2 separate regions of the Mus musculus genome follow, and region 2 is linked to region 1. Evidence: chromatin contacts called from public HiChIP or PLAC-seq data. All regions are on one chromosome and are shown on one strand. The core of a region is the stretch at or near the end of the contact, and the rest is flanking DNA. Distances in the headings are between cores, read along the strand shown. Region 1 holds the start of Il17rc (interleukin 17 receptor C). Region 2 overlaps Irak2 (interleukin-1 receptor-associated kinase 2).

Region 1 (2,793 bases), core at 97-2,596:
CACCACCTGGGCCTGGAGAGAGGCTGAGAGCAACAAGCAGGGGTCAGCCAGGCCATGGGCCACGGGAAAGACCCTGACTAGAAGCAGTAGTTGGGCCAGCTGGCTCCTCACCGTTCCTAGACTCCTGGAGTTCTGAATCAGACTTTCCAGCTTCTTCAGGCTCTGCCCAGTGCCCTGCAAGAAGCAGAGAAGAGAGCAAAGCCCAAGTCGGGCATCTGCTCTGGGCTGGTTCGGGCTTAGATTCCCTTGCATAGATGCCATGGCGCATAAGCAGAGGCCTGGGGGAGAGCAGGCTGGCCTGGAGGTACCTGGACCAGTATCTTAGACATTGCAGATGTCCCCAGAGTCTGCAATCCTCATGCCTTCCCCAGACAGGCTTATGTGTGCACTCAGTTACGGGCGGGCTTCCTCACTTACCATGCACGGCCAAGTGGACCACCACACGGACACAGAGGGCGCAATCTGTCTTCTGTGGACACCTCAGCACCAGCTCCGTCTGCAGGCGGGTAGGCACTAGCACAGGGCCTGGGGCAGACTGGAGGCTTCCAGGCAGGCAGAGCACGTCACCATCTGGGTGTGAAGGGGTGGGGTGGAAGCTGGTTTGGTTTGTGATACCTGCAGAGGGCAGGGGAGCTTCCAGGCTGAGCGCCAGCAGTTGCTTCCCTTCAGCTCGCCTGGAAGTCATTCTTTTCAAGTAGCAATACTTACCCCAGAGGTGGCAGGAGAGGCCCTGGGAAGGAAGAAAAAGTCAATTCAATTCAAGCGCCTTTCCTTGCTTGACAGCCCCCTAGCCACTGCCTATCTCCTTCCAGCGCTCCTTGTCCTAAGCCCTTCCCTGAAGAAAAGACCAATTCTTGTCCCCTTTCCATCTTCTCTTCCCCCATCAGCACCAGACAGACCAGACAGGGCAGTTCTGATAGAGGCAGTGACAGGAGCCAGACTCGGGCTGTGATGAGGCAGAGACTGAACTCTAACTCTGAGCCTTTCCCAGCCTCCCATAGTCCCAGACTCACTAGAGAGCAGCGTGCAGTGTCCTGAGGCTCCATCAGTCTCTCCAGAGAGACGACCACAGGGTTTCGGCCCAGTGCCAAGGACAGCAGGAACCAGGACACAGGCATCTTCCAGGTGCCGGACAGCACCCAGGCCTGAGGCCCCGTCCTGCCCCCCCAAGGGGGGGCAGACCCCTCGCCCCTGCTGACAATCAGCCCCGTGTCCCTGGGAGAGAGCAAGGGCTAGAATTCCTCTCCAGCCATGCTTCCCCACTCCAGTGAGCCTGGACTCCAGGCCCAGTTTCAGCTGGAGTGCTTTCGATTTGGCTCCCAGCAGGCAGTGGCTGTTCCCGCCCCGCCCTGTCCCGTCCCTCCCACCAACTCCAGGCTTAGGAGCCAGCAGCTTTGGACCTGGGTGGTGGCTTCTCCTCCTCCTCCTTGGCTGGTACCTGGCTGGGAGGAGCCCTGGGAAGGCAGCACAGCTGGACTCACTACTGTGTAAAGGAACTCCTACCCCGGATCTCACCAAAAAACAAAGATTCTGATCGATCTGGTCAGAAAGACCCCAGGCTTGTGGCATGCCGGGTGTTTCCACTTCCTGTATGACCCTGGGATCCTAAGGTCCACTGGGTCCCCTCTTACTATGCTCAGGTTCTTCCCTGGGTCTCAGTGACAGTGACCCTCGTGAAACAGGAGCTCTGAAGACAACGGGCTGCTGTCAAAGGGCACCAGAAAGTGAGCTCCCCACTGCCTGGCCCAGGTTCAGGGGAGACGGAGGGGCAGTGAGGCCCGGGAGACCCCTTACTGGGCTGAGTTCTGTCGAGCTGTTGCTGGCACTGGAGGAGAGCGATGGCCATGCTGCCTAGCTTCCGGTTTTCCTTTGCTCTTGGAAGAATCATAGTGAGGAGAGGATCCAGGAGGCACTGGGTCCCCCTTGCCTTTCACAGGCAATGCTTGTGGGAATGAAAGGACTTGGGCTGGTGAGCTGTTCTAGAACAAGCTTAGGGCAGGCTTCCTGACTGGCCCAGGCACACAAGAGCAGCACACTGTTCCTTAATGTGTCTACTACGTTTGCTTTTATTCATCTCTCTTACCAATTGGGTGATGTAGGCTTCTAATCCTAGCACTCCGGAGACAGAGGCAGGTAGATAAACCTCTTTGTTCCAGGCCATCAAGGGCTACACAGTGGGCTTCAGTCTCAAACAAACAAACAAACAAATCAAACTACCTCTGGACGAGGCCTCCCTCTGGGGAAGGTGAGGGACTCCTGGCTGACGGGGTTTCTCTCAACTCTGCCGAGCAGAGCACCTCCCCCCGCCCCCACCCCCTTCAAGCGCTTGACACTTAGGCCCTGCTTTCCAATCCTGGCCTAGCCCTCCAGCCTGAACTGGAGTGCTCGATGCAGATGGTTGTCTTTTTTTTTTTTTTTTTTTTTTTCAGTTTTGAAAAGAAATGGAAAAATCGTCCCTCCTTCTCAGAAAGGGCTGAGGACCTATCAGGAAAGCCCAAGTTCCTCTCAGGAACTCTAAGAGGGAGCAAATGTGAGGGAGGTTGGTCAAGTGTGGGACTTAAGGTGAGTCTTACGGTTTGGGGGACAAGAAGCACCCCCAAAGAGTACATGTGTGAGGCCTCATTCTGGAGTTCCTGCTGTTGCTACACAGGCTGAGGCTACAGACAGCTGAAACCACAGGGACTATTGGTTGAGCCTTGGTAGTCATCTTTGGCAGCCTCAAGTTCCAGCAGGTGACACTGCTCCAGACGGTTTTTCAAGCACCGCTTAGCCCCAAGGTGACTCCAGCTGGAG
Region 2 (2,734 bases), core at 152-2,651, 200 kb before region 1:
GAGGGGGTGGGGGAGGCCAGCTCCATGGTGTCAATCCTTTTAAGCCTGGTGACATCTTGCAACAGGTGCAATTTGTCATCTTGAATGACAGGAGGAGACCAGGAAGTGGGAGGTGTCCTGAGCAGCCGGGGTCACATGATGGGGGATGCCCCTGTGCTGCCCCTGTGCCACTGCCTGGCAGAGGACACAGAGAAACCTCCAGTGTGGTTCCACAGCAGATGCTGTTCTACCTGGGGTGGCCTGAAGGACTGGGGAAATCAAGGGCACGGAGGGGGAGGGGAGGCTCAGCACTCACTTGGTAAATACCCAGGCACCTCCATCCTGTGGGTACCAGTAGCCAGGGCTGAATCAAGCACCTATCATGCTACTTTGCAGAAGGGACTCAAGTATCCATAGACTCTGGTACCCTGCAGGAAGGAGTTCTGGAACCAGTTCCTCAATGGCCGCTGGGTCACCAGAAGTCTGATCATCACTGAAGCCGGCTGATGGAAGCATGAACCGTCTACTCGAGTGGGTTGGTCTGTTTGTTCTTGTTTTTGTTTTTTGAGACAGGGTTTCTCTGTGTAGCTCTGGCTACCCTGGAGCTCTCTGTAGACCAAGGTGCCTTTGCCTCATGAGAGCTGGGATTAAAGGCTTGCACCACCACCACCACCTGGCCAAGATTTTCCATTTTTTAAATGTTTTCAAAGAACTGTCTAAGGTTTCCCCGGATGGCCGGGCAAGGCAGAGCAGCCCAGCCGATGAAGTAACCATGGACCACCCTTGCAGCCTGGACAGCAGCACAGAGCCTTCAATGCACTGCTTTCGTTGTCTGTGTGGACACTGCAGATTCTTAATAAGAAACTACACATACTACAACATATACCACACACACAATATACACCACACACACCCATAAACACACCAAACTCCATGCATCACACACACACACACACTTCATACCATACCACACACACAATACACCATACACACACACACACACACACACACTGTACTGCAAACACTACATACACTGTATACACTGTTGCCACAGTGGATCACAGAGGGCCTAGTGTGTAACTTCCTGTCTGCTGAGCGCTGCACGGGTTCATGGAAGGTCGGGGACACACCGCAGGACCCATTCATCTCAACATAAAAGTCCTCAAAATACAACGCTCCAAGCGCCCAAACTTTTCCTCTAAAATAAAAAACGCCCTCAAACAGCAACTTCCCCGGACAGACCACAAGCCTGAAATCTGGGGCTTTCCCAGGGCTGAGTGGCCTCAGTAATCAATGGAAAGAATAACTCCTCCTGTTTCAACTCAGAAATAGAACTTCCGCTTCTGTGGGAGGGACTGCAGGGACAGGCCCAGTGGCCCCGGCACACCTGCTCCCCAGGGCCACTCAGGAATGTGGGCCACACAAAGGCTAATGGTGAAAGTACAGAGAGGCCCTGGCACCCGCCCGCTCCTCCCCCACCTCCCCTCTCATTATCTTTCTCCCTTTGGCAAAGGAACAGCAGTTTGGCCCGGGTCTGAGGACCTATCAGGAATTGGGGTTCATAGGTCAGCACATTTTTCCCCTTCCTTCTTCGATATCTTTAGTTACAGGAAATAGTCCTTGACTTAGCATTAACTGCCAGCCCCCTCCACACACACTTTTCCTCCTTTTTTTTTTCTTTTTTCTTTTTTTTCTTTTTTTTTTTTTTTTGAGATGGGGTCTCATTATGCAACCCTGGCTTGGAACTGGATATAGAAACTGTAGAGAGCACAAGGTCCTTGTGTTCACAGTCTGACTCCAGGTCCGACTTAGACCACACTAGATTCTCCCCTGGCCCCTTAAGAGCTATAGAAGCCATACTTTTTCTTTCTTTCTTTCTTTCTTTCTTTCTTTCTTTCTTTCTTTCTTTCTTTCTTTCTTTCCTTTTTTCCTTCTCTTCTCTTCTTTTCTTCCTTTTTCTTCTCTTCTCTTCTTTTCTTCCTTTTTCTTCTCTTTTCTTTTCTTTCTTTTTTCAAACTTGGAGACCTATCTTCCTCTGCCTCCAAGTGCTGGGATTAAAGGCATTATCCCCCACCACCCAGCTAGAATCTGTGAGGACAGGACAGCCAGCCCTGACCTGATTGCCCGGTGGTGTTGCCTGCCCAGAAATGAGCTACTCCAGTCTTCCAAGCACTCAGACCTGAGCGACCATTCACACGCATCCCCTGTAATGACTAAAGAAACATCATATGGAGCCAGGCATCCGGTAAAGGCCACGGACCTGTTGCTCTGGAATGCCTGGAGATCCTGGGCCTGCGGGGGAGATCAGAATAGGACAATGGGCTGTGAGGTGTTAACATCTATCTGCCTCTGAGTCTGTAAAGCCTGCTTCTCACTATGGGAAGGGATGGCGTGGTCTTTTATTACTATGTAGCAGGAAAGTAAGGAACAGCTGAGGGAAGTGAAACATTCTCCAGCCCAGCTGTGGCTTCCATCGGCAGTTGTTTTGCACACCTTTCTACTGGCTATGGAGTTGTTTTTAACTGGATTTCCCTGTCCCCTCACACAGATCCATATGGTTACCAGCTCTGGTATCTGCAGAGGCACATGCCTAAAGAAACCATGTTGGCCTGGAATTTTCATTCACACACATACACACACACACACACACACACACACACACACACACACACACACACACCATCCACCCAGCTAAGGTGCCTGATTCTCTGCAATAGGATGCAATGGGCTCTGTTCTTACCCATTTACAGATGGA

What was found. HiChIP or PLAC-seq counts read pairs in DNA pulled down with a chosen protein or histone mark.
Region 2: an HNF4G HiChIP or PLAC-seq map of pancreatic cancer cells shows a contact between it and region 1. The contact joins the enhancer-like site here to the promoter of Il17rc in region 1. A contact is called at or near these places in 3 of 39 promoter capture datasets (the C10 cell line, the HPC-7 cell line and embryonic stem cells), 3 of 115 datasets of contacts at active chromatin or transcription factors (embryonic stem cells, microglia and pancreatic cancer cells) and 2 of 9 other capture datasets (adipose tissue and liver).

The regions. Positions count from the first base shown.
Region 1 is chr6:113,470,008-113,472,800 of GRCm38.p6, reverse strand. It overlaps Il17rc (interleukin 17 receptor C), which reads right to left and starts at 1,346. Exons shown (of 18, transcript NM_178942.1): 1 at 1,014-1,346; 2 at 709-730; 3 at 418-570; 4 at 112-174; 5 at 1-23. The coding sequence starts at 1,118. Il17re (interleukin 17 receptor E) reads right to left here. Exons shown (of 15, transcript NM_145826.6): 15 at 2,043-2,793. The coding sequence ends at 2,658.
Region 2 is chr6:113,667,373-113,670,106 of GRCm38.p6, reverse strand. All of the region lies in intron 3 of Irak2 (interleukin-1 receptor-associated kinase 2), which reads right to left. Among named protein-coding and RNA genes, the nearest start is that of Tatdn2, 28 kb to the left of the region's middle. Within about 2 kb of position 1,401, at least 232 of the 459 cell types and tissues checked have an H3K27ac peak or open chromatin away from gene starts, as enhancers often do. A contact at or near this core is called in adipose tissue, embryonic stem cells, liver and 2 more, where this site is marked.